Linked DNA regions of Gossypium arboreum: region 1 is linked to region 2. A link is a contact called in public Hi-C data. All regions are on one chromosome and are shown on one strand. The core of a region is the stretch at or near the end of the contact, and the rest is flanking DNA. Distances in the headings are between cores, read along the strand shown.

Region 1 (6,975 bases), core at 876-3,375, 290 kb after region 2:
CACTATCATACTTTTATCATGAAAATGCAAAACAGGAATTAAGGAGGCAATTCAGGGTGGATCTATTACCGGCTAATGTCAACCAAGGTCAGGTTATAGATAGGACAAAATATGACTGTCCATTTTTCGTTAGCAAGTTGATTATAGAGAAATTTGACCTTGGTGCCAGCAACTATACATTAAACAACCGAACTCTCTTTAAACTCAGTTGGAATTTACCTATTAAATTCTCTAATTAAACCAACTTGATCTTCTTTATTAATCTTAATTCCTAGAATCCAGTTCAAAACGAGTTCTACGAAGCAAAATTTTAAATTATACATTTCTAATTATCTCACATTTATAGTAATTTGGGTCATAATAAATATTTATTATAAACCGTAAGTTAAGAGATGATAATGAAGTAGAGCAGGTAAATACGACCAAATTCATCACCGTTTCATAAACATTAAATACGTCCATGATAATTCTGTCTCATCTTATCTCCCTCATCCCATTTGATATTTATTAGTAATTTTAATATTTTTATTTGTACATTTGGCATGTAGACAAAAAAATATAAATATAATTCAAATATTTTAGAGTTTATTATATAGGAGTGATATCAGTTCAGTTTGGTAGAGCTTTTAAAATTTTTAAACCGTTCATCTTAATTCGATTTTTCACATTAAATTTTTAGACTTAATTATTTTAATAAAATGAGTTTTGTCTTATGGGTTTGAAATATCATTTGACAAAATTTCAAGGTCATTTTCATAAATATTTCTAAAAATAATAATTTTAAATTTTCATGAACTTTTAAAATATTTTCACTCTTTTAAATATAATTTTTTATATCATAAAATTTAAATTAATTATATATTAAATAAAAACAAAATTCAATTGAATTTCGAGTTACATTCCATAAATCGTTTAAGTACTTTAGTTTAGGTCTCTTTTTTTTACCTAATCCTATTATTGTATAGTATATATTTATACTTCTAAAAGTTAAACTTATAATTTATTTTGTTTTGTGCTACTTCCTATTCAAGAAAAGAGGGAAAAAATTCAAAACAAATGGATTTAAAATTGATTAAATGATTAAAGAATTTATTTTTTAACAATTTTATTATAGGTTCGATCATATCTGTTTTTTTTATATATATATAATGCTTAGAACTAGACATAAACCCTCCACAACCCATAAATAGAAGCAGGGGCGAGGGTAGGAAATTTATTTAGGGAGCTGAAATTAAATTATAATTTTTAAAGAGTTAAATTAAATTTTTATCATTTTTAGGGAATCAAAGTACAATTTAACTTTACTAATTTAAATTTTAAAATTTTTAAGGGCCAAAATGAAAAAATTTTCATTTTAAGAAAATCGGGGTCCCTACCAGCCCCCTCTAGATTTGCCCTGAATAGGAGGATAATGTGTTTTTACACACTCGAATTTACGTCCTCCTACATTAACAACAATGTTCATGTCAATCGAATTAAGACTTAAACGCTTAAAAATCAATTTTTAAAATTAAAAAATATAAGAAATAAAATATTAGGGCGAGGCAGGACACGTAAATATTAAAAATGTTCCATACATCTAGGCTAAATTATGTATATATTTGGGTGGCTTTGGCAGTTTAGGGTTAAACGACTTAATTAATGTTTAATGGAATAATAATGTATTACTAAAATAGCATGCCCGGTTATTGCTTCGGCTGGAAGCATGGCTTCTAAAAATGAAAGTGTTTTTATTTCCCTCAATCCAAATAAAATAAAAAGGGGCGACTCAGAGGATGTGGGGTCGGCGCCGGCCCTGCACACTCGCCGATTTCAGAGTTCGATAACCACCCAAAAAATAAAAAAACAGTACGACTTGAATATTATAATCAATTTTTTAATTATATTTTCTTGGGGTCAATAAAAATAATTTCTTTCAAACATTTTAATAATCCTTAAACAATGATGAAATCCCCCCAAAGGAAAAAAGTCAAAATCTTTGCTCCAATTGGAGTATTTGGGGGAACAGTCGCATGTTATTTTCAAGTTCCCCACTGTGCCTATATAAACATATGCTTGCTTTCATTTTCCACATCAAACTCCAAACTACTCATTGCTGAATTGGTTTGTTCTAAAGAAGAAGAAAATGATTTCTTTAGTGTGTTCTAACTCGGGTTCATGCACGGCAGCCTTGATCTTCTACACTTGTGTATGGATCCCGTTTATTCAGTTCAAGAGATTTGTTTTAAGCCTGCTTGGTTTTGTTTTCCCACAGAGGTGCGGGACGATCAATGTTTCTCTTCCGGTGGCGAGGTTTGAAGATTTGAAGTTTTCCGCCGGATGCTGCAACGCGGCGGAAGAGGAAGTGTGTTCCATATGCTTGGTTGAGTTCGATAACGACGATGCAGTGAGCCAAATCCAGAAATGCAAACATGTTTTTCATATGAATTGCATTGAGAAATGGATGGAACGCTGTCACTTCACTTGCCCACTTTGCAGATCTGTCTTGTTTAATAATGTAATTTCTGCTCATACAAAATGTGGAGACATTGCTTCATATACAGCGGCCGATTTGGTTTCTTCATGGCTTTCGTTTTGACTTTTTTCTTTTTTAAATCGAAATTCAGAGTAGATATTTGTACATTTCAATAACGAATTCGTTCATGTCTAGAGAAAAAGACCAATTTTTTCCATATATCAAAATAGCTGCAATTCTTTCTTTCTTTTTTCTCTTCAATTTTTCATTTTCATACTTTTAACTGAAAAAAATTACAATTTGGTCATTAAATTATTCAAAAATTTTCATTTAAGTAATTGGGCTGTGGCTTTTTTTGTTTGCACTACATGCACTAATTGAAAGCTTACTTTTTCTTTCTCTCCTACAATTCAAATTTTTTTATGAAACAACTTTAGGCATCAAGAATTTGCGAATCAAAATTCCATCTTTTTTTCTCTGAACTTTGACATTGATTGTCATATCGACTTGGATCTAAGGTATTTTCTTTTACTCGTCCATGGGTATTAATTTATTGTATCGACCTCAAATTTTCGCCTAGAGTTCACTAGCAGAACTTAAAAAAAAAAAAAACTTAACAGCCCAATGACTTAAATAAAAACTTTTGAATAGCCTAGTGACTTAATTGAAAATTTTCGAATAATTCAGTGACCAAATTGTAACTTTTTTAGTTAAATGACCGAAACAAAAACTTACCCATAGTTTAATGACTAATGGTGTAGTTTACCCTTTTTTCTAATTATGTTGTAGATAAGTTAAGTTTAAGGTTTAATTCTAAATTTAATCTCTCTAGTTTATGAAATATGAAATTTTAGTCCATCTACTTTAATTTGTTAAAATTCTATCCTCACATTTTATGAAGTTGGTAAACACATCAACTTTAACAAATGATTTTTACTAATTTGTTGCATGTAAATCGTTAATCCATTTTGTTTCTCTTTGTCAAACGACTGAACTGCTGATTTTTAAGTCAGTGATTTAAGGATAATGTTTAACAATATTATTAACCAATTGTACAAAATTATCAATTTTTATAAAATACGAGGATCAAATTCTAATTACTTGCAGAAATGTGTTAATGATGATAACTGAGGGGCAGCTAAATATCAAAGTCAACGGAAGGGAATTGGATATAATAATATTAGTACTAATATTTGAAAATTTTAAAGAAATTATAAGAATTAAAAATCCAAAATATAATTATTTAATATTATTAGAATGAAGCACTTAAAATAAATATACATCAAATTAGTTCTAATAATTGATGGGCTGCTAGATCTATATGCGAAAATGTTGGAGGGCCCATCCATCCAACTAGTTTTTTCCCATTAGATTAGATTCTATGATGGGTGAAGCTCCCTTTCATTATTATTTTTTTATTTATTATAAGATTTTAAAAATTAATGAATGAATTTTATACATATAAATTATGATGACTAATGTACTAAAAATATAAAATAATAATAATGATTCAATTCATTATTCGTAAGTCAACATATATAATATTATCTTTAATTGTGACAAACGGTAAGCCAAACTTTTATATATATATATATATATATATATAAATAGGTAAATTATTAAAATAGTCACTTTTATTTGTCTCAAGTTATATTTTAGTTACTTATGTTATTGTGTTGTAGTATTTTAGTCATTGAGACATTAATTGTCGTTAATTGTGTAACGGGAAATTGGCATGGCACAGCACACTAAATCATCATTTCAAATGAAAATTTTAGGTTAATTTATAAAATTGATCCCTATATTTTTTCATTTTGAGCAATTTAATTTTTTTATTTTATGTTCTTTTAGCTTTCCTTTTTTTTTTCTATTCTCTTGTACTTCTCCCTCTGTTTTCCTCTCTTCTTCATTTCTTTTAATGTAGTTTTTTAGGTTTTTCATTTGTTAAAACTAGTCCACAAGCTCGCCTAAATTGAAAAAAATTAAATTGTTTAAAAAATAAAAATATAGGGACTAATTTTAACAAATGGAAAACATAAAAAAAAGTACGTTAAAAAAAATGGAGAAGGGAAGAAAACAAAGGGAGAAGCAGAAGAGAATGTAAAATAAAGAACAAAAAAAAGTTAAAAGAACATAAATAAAAAATTTACTAAAAACGAAAAAATATGGGGACCGATTGTATAAATTAATCTAAAATTTTTGTTTGAAATGATGATTTAACGTGTCACGTCAACTTACCATTACACCTTTAATGACAATTTAACAGTTTATTGACTAAAACATAACATTTCAAACATAAGTGACTAAAATGTAACTTGAGGTAAACAAAAGTGATTATTTTCACAATTTACCATATTTAAATAAAAACCCTGTAAGTTTAGTTGTGAATTAAATAAATTTGTAATATAATTTTAACTTTTCATTTATATATTTTTTTAATTATATCTATTTATTATAATAAAACATCTAATCAAATTTGATGTGATACATCACTAAATAATAAGACTATTTGTCTTTAAATTTGTTATATATTATCCCCAAAAGAAGAAAAGAGAAAAGTTCACGTTGACTTGGAAAATATCTGATGGTGTTGGTTGATCATCCACATTTGATTTGGGCTTCTGAATCTAATTTCTCGGGGATCATTTGGTGTGCACGTGCATGGCTTGCAATTTTATCTTTTTTAAACATCTGTATTCTATTAGATGAAAGAAAAAGGTACAGATACAAATACAAAAAAAAAAATTCAATAAACAAAAAATCTAATAAAAAAAATATAATAGCAGCCGATTGAGTCTTGACTCAATTGGTATGGATATTGTTGTCAATGTAGGAAGACGTGAGTTAAGTGCATTGAAGCGCATTATCCTCCTATTTATAAGTTGGAGAAGGGATATGGATAGTTCTAAACATTATGTCAAAAATAACAGCTATAATATGAACCTTACCACACAATATATAAAGTCGTTTACTAGTGGAGAATATTGTCACAAAAGGGAGAAAAAATCGAAAATGAGGTGAGAGTATCGATCTTTGACATGTAATACCTCTGGAAGGAGGCCATGTCGTGACAACCCGAAAAAAGCACATTCACCTTCAGCCATTAGATTCTATTGTCCTTTGTGTTGTAAACCCAAGCAGGCCAAGAAAGAAGAGGCGCTATCTAAAAGCATCGGGAAGCTAGAGGAACCAAGCCCAATGCCGCAGTAAAGCTGCCAAATAAAAGGCTCTACTAATTACCAGTCAAGGGCCAATACTTATTTTGTCGGAAGAGAAAGAAGAGAAAAACCAAAAGGTAAAAGTAAGAAGCCAAACGACGGCTAGAACAAGGTTGACCATGCCGACAATGAAGGCAAAGAAGTTTGCTTTGAAAGCCTAGAGAGAAAGCAAATATTTTTTTAAGTTCAATGGTTTCTTTTTGGATTTAGAGTGGAAAGGAAATTGGAAATGTCGAAACTATTTTTTTATTTTGAAAAATAGGGGTCGACTTTAAAATGAAAAATGGAGTCGTCACCAATCCTTTTTGTTTAGGTGTGATCGGATCACCTTGTAAAACATTTTGTTTTATTAAAACATCAATTTTGGCCTAAGAAATTTAAGAAAACAGGTTCAGGAGTCGGTTACGTACGAGAAAGGATTAGCACTCTCGTAACGCCCAAAATTGGCACCTAATTGATTAATTATGTCTTAATTTCGAAAATTTGAAAAGATTTTAAAATATGATCCTTTTTATTTAAAAGAAAACTTGAATAAATCGAATTGGATGATGCTAAGACTTCTTATTTCGAATAAATAAAATGTCACACCCAGTGAGTTAGGACACGACATTTGAAATCTTTGAGAATAAGATTGTCTTTTGTTTCTTAGAAATTCTTACCTCGAGACAACAAAATGTCACATCCAGCAAGTTAGGACACAACATCTCGAATTCTCGAGAATAAGCGTTTTATTTGAAATTCATGTGTTTCAATTTCAAAAGGGTATTCGGTTATTTATATCAAACGAAGAAACCAAAACCCAGTACATTAGGGCACAATTTCTCGAATTTTCAAATACAGAATATTGCCTTTATTTTAAAACAAAATTCCATGAATCGGGTGAAGGTTAATGTAATGCAATTTGATGAAAAAAATTTATGGTACTAAGATGCATACCAGAATAACAAATGCGTAACGCGAATGGTAATAACAATGGCGAAAATAAAATGAAATAAAGAAATAAAACATAGAAACTATAAAAAGAAAAAAAAAATAGGTAAAACTAAAAACCCAAAAGAATAATAGAACCTGAAATAAACCAATAAATAGATACTATGTAAAATAACCTAAATAATAATAATAATAATAATAATAATAATAATAATAATGATAATGATAATGATAATATTATTAATATAAATAATAAGTAATCTAAAGCTTAAAAGGATTAGGTAAATGAATAATAAGATAATCATAAAAATGTCTAAAAGTAAGGATAATGATAATAAGCAATTAAGTAAACACAAAAAAATGATGTAATAT
Region 2 (7,318 bases), core at 355-2,854:
ATACTAAATACGGTAGCAATAACATGCTTATAGCAAATTGATACAGTAACAACTATCATGCCTATAAAAAATCATTACAGTAGCAATAAACTTGATTAACATGAGTTCGATTTAACAGTAACAGTAGGCATGTATGTCATGCAAATAGTAACATAGTGGTACGAAAAACATTATCAGTTCCTCAGAATTATTGTGGTAGTAAACATGTAATATTTTCATATTATGCATATATAGTAATAAATCAGTCAATCAAATCATGGATTCCAATATTAATCATATTATTAGGGGCTTAATTGAAAGAAATAAAACACTAAAAATAGTTTGGGGACTATTTTGAGACTAAATTGAACAATTTATAAAATTTTAGGTAAAATTGTAAAATAAAGGTCACACGGCTGTGTGGTCAAGCTATGCAACAAACTGTGGTCGTGTGGCAAATGCAAAAATTAACCTACAGGGAGACACAACTGTGTGGCAGGCCGTATGGAGGGTTCATGACCGTGTGAGATTCAAACTATCTTAGGTTTCAGAGGTACATGGCCTTGTGAGTGGCCGTGTAGCCTACTTGTGTGGTCCATACGCCCATGTAGCAGACCGTGTAGCCTTAATCCTAGGCACGGCTTGCCCCAGTCCGCTTGTAAAAGAACACACACCTTTCACCGTGTTGACGATCAACGTTCTTAGCAATCCAATCTGATCCGATTCACCTAAATTAGGTCCTTCAAACGACATTTACACGCGAAATAACGGTTGATTTCCACCTTTTACAATTTAATGATTTTCCTTTCATTAACTAACTAAACATCAAAATTACCTAACCAAATTTTAATAAACTTATATAATCACTCCATAAATATTTAATAAAAATATTTATGGGCTCAATTTTTGGAAACGAGGCCCCAATACCTCATTTTCTAAAATCACTTGACTTTAGAGATAACCCACTTGAACTTAACTAATCATTCAATTAACTAAAATTATAAATTTAAAATTTACTATAATACTATATTTGACTCGTAAATATTAAATAATAATATTTAGACTCTTTTGTTAGATTTATGGTCCCGAAACCACTTTTTCCGATATTACGAAGAAATGGGCTATTACATATACAGTGATTTAACTTTTAATTTATATTTAAACCGATGATTTAATTAACTCGTCTTCCTATTTTATGAAAAAAAGAAATTAGTCTTTACACTCTAATTTATCATAATTTGATCATTGAATTATATAATAATTAAGATGCAAGTCAAATAATTAGTAAATATATGAAACTTAAATTGTTAAATTCTATTAATTTATTATATATAAATCATTGAACTTTTTATTTTACTGACTTGAATTATTGATTAATAGGTAAGTGATTTAAATGAAAATTTTAGTAACATTATCCAACAAGACTAAATTTTTATAAAAGGATAGAATTTTTTTTACGGAAAAAGGGATGGAATTAATAAGTATTTATAAAATAAATTAATATTTTATTTGAAATAAAACCGTAAACAGAAATCATAATGACTTATTTAAGTGTAAAAAATAAATAAAAACTTGTCTAAAAAATAATAAATTTGAATGAATTTTTTTAATATTTAATTGGCCATAAAGCTCGATCAAGCACACATTTATCGGCTCTGCTCCCCTCAGGCAAATCAAATTCCAACCCCCATCAAGAAGAATTGGTCAGTGTCCAAAAAAGAAAAAAAAAAAAAAGGCTTATTATCTCACGCATTTTCAATTTCCGATGAATTTGCAATGCAATTAACACTCGGATTTGATCCCAGAGATCTGAATAATCAAATTGTAATAATAATAACACGGTGATGTTAGCTTCCCACACGCTCGGAGGACCGTCGCGGTGCGGCCGTGTGCTAGGCCCACCGCTCGACAAGATCATAAAAAATGCCGCATGGCGAAAACACACGCACCTCGTTTCCTCATGCAAATCCGCTCTCGACAAGCTCGAGACCCTCTCCGACACCGGCTTGTCCGATCCGATTTCACCGCTGCTCGGCATTTCATCTTCCGATGCCAACTTCGTCCTTAACCCGATCCTTCTCGCCTTGGAAACCAATTACGTCAAAGTTGCCGAGCCCGCCCTCGAATGCACCTTCAAATTATTCTCCCTCGGCGTCGCTCGTGGCGAGATCCATGGCAACGTTTCCAATCCGATCCTCTACAAAATCGTCGAAGCCGTTTGCAAAGTCGGCGGCATCGGCGAGGAATCGCTCGAGCTTGCCGTGCTGCGAGTTTTGCTCTCCGCCATCCGATGTCCTTGCGTTTTGATCCGTGGTGATTGCTTGCTCAACGTCGTTAGAACTTGTTATAACGTATATTTACGCGGTTTGAATGGAACCAATCAGATCTGTGCTAAGTCCGTTTTGGCGCAGATTATGCTAATTGTATTCACCCGAGCCGAAGAAGATTCCATTGATGTTTCTATCAAAACAGTGTCGGTTAGTGAGCTTTTAGAGTTTAGTGATAAGAATTTAAATGAAGGAAGTTCAATTTATCATTGTCAGAATTTTGTTAGCGAGGTTATGAGTGCCAGTGAAGGGGTTCCAGATTTGAAGCTATCGCAGCCGAATAAGGATCAGGAGCTGCAAAATGTTGATTTGAAGACGTCGAAATGGGAGGAGGAGGAAATTGGGGAGTTAGAGGCGAAGGAAGGGGGGGCGGAATCGGGTTCCGGTGGGGTTAGTAAAATTAGGGAGGACGGCTTTCTTGTTTTTAAGAATTTGTGTAAGTTGTCAATGAAGTTTTCATCACAGGAGAATGATGATCAGATCCTTTTGAGAGGGAAAACGCTGTCTTTGGAGCTCCTCAAGGCTGTTATGGATAATGGGGGTTCCATTTGGCGCTCGAATGTTAGGCAAGTAATTTTATACTACTTTATTCACGTAGGGTTCTGATTTTATATAAAATAATAATGGTTGTTCGCACGTCACCATATATACTTTGGGCTTTGTTATATTTTTTCCTAACAATCGTCACCATATATGCTTTGGGTTTGGGCTTTATTAGATTTAGTGAGTTTAATAGTAAAAATATCACGGAGGTTTTAGAGGTGTGAAATTATATTTTGTTTTTTATTAGAAATTTGAATAAATTAGTCTTAGATTAAAAATTAAATTAGTTTTATTAAAAATTCATTCTTTTGTATTATTAAAAATTGGTGTGATTGATGGAATACTTATGCTAGCATATAAAAATTAATTTTTAACAACAAAATATACGAAATTTTTAATAAAAAAATTAATTTACTTTATAATAGATTAATTTACTTAGGAAAAAAAAAACATGTCGTGACCCATCCAACACCCCATATTTTATTATTATGGGGAGTCTTGATGGAGGGAAACTCAAAAGAAAAACCTGAATGAACCTGTTTCAAGCACATAGCTTTTAACAATACTCACTCCCGGTTCTGGGATATTTCTGCTCTAGTGCATGTACACTGGGTAGTGAGATCTTCATGAATAAATATGAAAAGGAATAATTTATTGAGGTAGTTTCAAAAATTAAGTGAAAGAGCTCCGAAAACCAATGCCAACTCATCATCATCATCATCTTGCTTGGTATGTCGTGTAGTGTTGGTGATAAATAACTCTTTTTTCTGCAGTCTTCAGTTAAATTTATTCTAATGTTCTTATATTCTGTGTTACAAAATGCAGGTTTCTTAACGTAATTAAGCAGTATCTCTGCTTATCATTGTTAAAAAACAGTGCATTGTCAGTGATGTCAATTTTCCAGCTCCAAAGTTGTATTTTTATGAGCCTGCTAACGAAATATAGAACAGGGTTGAAAGATGAAATTGGAATATTCTTTCCCATGCTTATCCTCCGAGTTCTAGAGAATGTTTTACAGCCAAGTTTTGTACAGAAAATGACAGTCCTTAATCTGTTGGAAAAGATTGCTGCGGATTCACAGATTATCATTGATATATTCGTGAATTATGACTGCGATGTGGATTCACCAAACATATTTGAAAGGTAATTTTCCCCCCTAATAATTTTTCGTATGAGTGTTTGACAAGAATGCTGCTTTCATGAAATCAAATAAGTTTATGATGTCATATTTTCAAGATAAGTATCCAACGAATCATATGTGAAATCCTTTACGAATTCGAAACCTTGTCTCAATTTTTTGCAAAAGGTAGGTCAAATAGGAATTAACTCAAGAGGAAATTATTCTTTCATGTTCCCAGTTCATGCTTTAGCTTCTTTCTGATGTAATATTTCAATTCACTTTCCTTTTTCCTCAAATCAAACTTTAGTAAAATGTAGTATTAAAAATCTTTATATTCATTCATATGTAAAATGATCTGAATTTGAAACCAAATTCTCAAATTTTGCAAAAGAGGGTAGATCAACCCAGGAATTAACTCAAGAACCAGTCGTTTGGTGTTGTTCTCAGAGGTTGCTTTAGCATCCCTTCTAATGTATTTCGTTTTATTAAAAATTCCATTCTTTTTTTATTTATTAACGTGTTGCACTTTATAAAAATGTATTAAAACTCTTATAATTCCCTCAGATATTTGCAGGATTGTCAACGGCCTTCTCAGAACAGCTCTAGGACCGCCACCTGCTTCAGCAACTACTTTGTCTGCAGTCCAGGATATAACTTTCCGGCATGAATCAGTAAATTGCTTGGTTAGCATCATTAAGTCAATGGGAGCTTGGATGGACCAAAAGCTGACAATAGGTGATTCTGACTTGCGTAAGAGCTTCAAGAGTGACACTGCAGCAGAGGGCCATTCAACTTTGACTGCAGAAGATGGAACAGTCTCTGATTGTGAGTTGCAACCAGAAATGAATTCTGAATTGTCAAATGCTGCTACACTTGAGCAACGGCGGGCTTACAAGATTGAACTTCAGGTTAGCTGGGATCAAGCGCGACTGTGTTTTCATGTACCACATACTTATTAAGTATCCAAATTATTGGAGAGGGCTGCCTTAACATATCATGAGAATTTGCTATTATTGGCTTCTCTTCTGTCACGTATTTTTATATAGCTTAATATATGTTTAGTTTTCCCCTTTTCTTCACAAGCTTGGTTTTAGTGACAGTTTTACTTGGTTATATGCAGAAAGGTGTTTCGTTGTTTAATAGGAAGCCATCCAAAGGCATTGAGTTTCTTATAAATACCAAAAAGGTTGGCAACTCTCCAGAGGAAGTGGCTGCTTTTCTGAAGAGTAACACTACTGGGTTGAATGAAGCCATGATTGGTGATTATTTGGGTGAAAGGGAGGATTTTGCTTTGAAAGTCATGCACGCTTATGTGGATTCCTTTGATTTCAAATCTATGGATTTTGGTGAAGCGATAAGGTTCTTCCTACAAGGCTTCAGGTTACCAGGAGAAGCACAGAAAATTGACCGCATCATGGAAAAGTTTGCTGAGCGCTATTGTAAATGTAATCCTAACTCATTTACCAGTGCAGATACTGCCTATGTACTGGCATACTCTGTCATAATGCTCAACACTGATGCCCATAATAGCATGGTCAAAGATAAGGTTTGTTTCTTCAGCACGTTATCAAATTATGAGTTTTAGCTTACGTGTTTGCTTATGCATATACTTGTCTTTTGAAGAACTCCTTTATGATCTATTCTGGGACTTGTAAGCCATTCTGGTGCTTTAAATTCATACCGTCAGTAATATGGAATTTCCCACCTGTACTACTGCAAATTGTTTTATCAGATCTACATATAGATAAATTTACAAATGTTTTGTTTATGCTCTTATTTCTGTTTTATGTTGTTTCCGTATTCAGATGAACAAGTCTGATTTCATTCGAAACAACCGAGGAATAGATGATGGCAAAGATTTACCCGAGGAGTATCTTGGTGCTCTTTATGATCAAATTGTGAATAATGAAATCAAGATGAATGCAGATTCTTCTGCTCCTCAAAGCATGCAGGCGAACAGCTTAAATAAGCTATTGGGTTTGGATGGTATACTCAATTTGGTGACTTGGAAGCAAACAGAAGAAAAGGCATTGGGTGCAAATGGTCTTCTTATAAGACAAATCCAAGAGCAGTTTAAGGCAAAGTCGGGAAAATTAGAGTAAGTCTTAATCTAATTTCTTTTTAAGATGGTTGGTTTGGCGAATTCGGGAAAATCAGAGTAAGTTTTAATCTAATAATAGATGTTTGCCACTTTAATAGGTCAAATTTATGTCATGAATCGTAGTCTCAAATGGTTAGTTTTATGTTCCTCCATACCATACATCCGAGAGCTTCAGATGAGTTTTTTTACATGTTTTTGTATATGAGTAGAAATGTTGTAATACATTTTTTGCATGTCACGGGTTTTGATATATGTTGGGAAATGAATTCATATGATTTTTGTTTCTTGTCGGGAATAGAATTTGATAAGAGAATGACATGCATCATTAATCGAAGAGGATTCAGTCCTTGTACCTTCCTCGATATATGATCTCCATCCTGCTTTAATTGATCTTTGTTAATTCGTCATCCCAAATTTTCCAGAAGACCTGCATAATATTTAGTAACCTTTTGTCTTTGCTGTTGCAGGTCTGTTTATCATTCTGTTTCAGATGTAGCAATCTTGAGGTTTATGGTGGAGGTTTGCTGGGGACCTATGCTGGCTGCATACAGTGTCACTCTTGACCAGAGTGATGATAGAATTGCTACCACTCAATGCTTACAGGGCTTTCGACATGCTGTGCATGTAACTGCCGTAATGGGAATGCAGACGCAGAGAGATGCTTTTGTCACATCAACGGCAAAGTTCACTTTTCTCCATTGTGCTGCAGACATGAAACAAAAGAATGTTGATGCTGTAAAAGTAAGTAGTTTTCATTTGCACATGATAACAAAGAATCGAATCTTTCTCCTAGTTTTCTTATATGCTATATCACACAAGAGTTAAGAATTGCAGCATCACAATGTTTGCATGCACAGCCTCGCACCACGGATACAATACAATTCATATCCTGTACTTTATGTTTTTATGTTTTACAGTTACTTATTCTTGGCTTTTGCTTGGTTGTGGAACATTGATAGTCTAGTCACTTGAAGTAGAACCACTTGCCTAATTGTGAAAAATATTGCATCAAATCTAAGTTTCTTTGACGTGTTCTTTTTACTCACCTTTTGAAATATTTTACAATATAGGCAATAATATCTATTGCCATTGAAGATGGTAACCATCTTCAAGACTCCTGGGAGCATATATTGACATGCCTGTCCAGAATTGAGCATTTGCAACTGTTGGGAGAAGGTTCATCAACCGACACATCCATTTTATCCGTGCCTAATACTGAAATAGATGAAAAGGTGCCAAAACCTTCTG

The links. Hi-C and Micro-C count contacts between places; a contact is called where the count stands out from the background.
Region 1: a contact with region 2 is called in a Hi-C map of leaf, with 2.1 times the contacts expected there. The contact joins the promoter of LOC108474985 here to the promoter of LOC108475749 in region 2. A contact is called at or near these places in 2 of 5 Hi-C or Micro-C datasets (both in leaf).

The regions. Positions count from the first base shown.
Region 1 is chr3:5,366,706-5,373,680 of ASM2569848v2, forward strand. It overlaps LOC108474985 (RING-H2 finger protein ATL18-like), which reads left to right and starts at 2,126. Exons shown (of 1, transcript XM_017777007.1): 1 at 2,126-2,578. The coding sequence starts at 2,126. The coding sequence ends at 2,578.
Region 2 is chr3:5,076,470-5,083,787 of ASM2569848v2, forward strand. LOC108475749 (brefeldin A-inhibited guanine nucleotide-exchange protein 1-like) reads left to right here and starts at 1,605. Exons shown (of 12, transcript XM_053026176.1): 1 at 1,605-2,558; 2 at 2,637-2,872; 3 at 3,675-3,992; 4 at 4,544-4,877; 5 at 5,090-5,515; 6 at 5,775-6,067; 7 at 6,538-6,811; 8 at 7,141-7,318. The coding sequence starts at 1,824.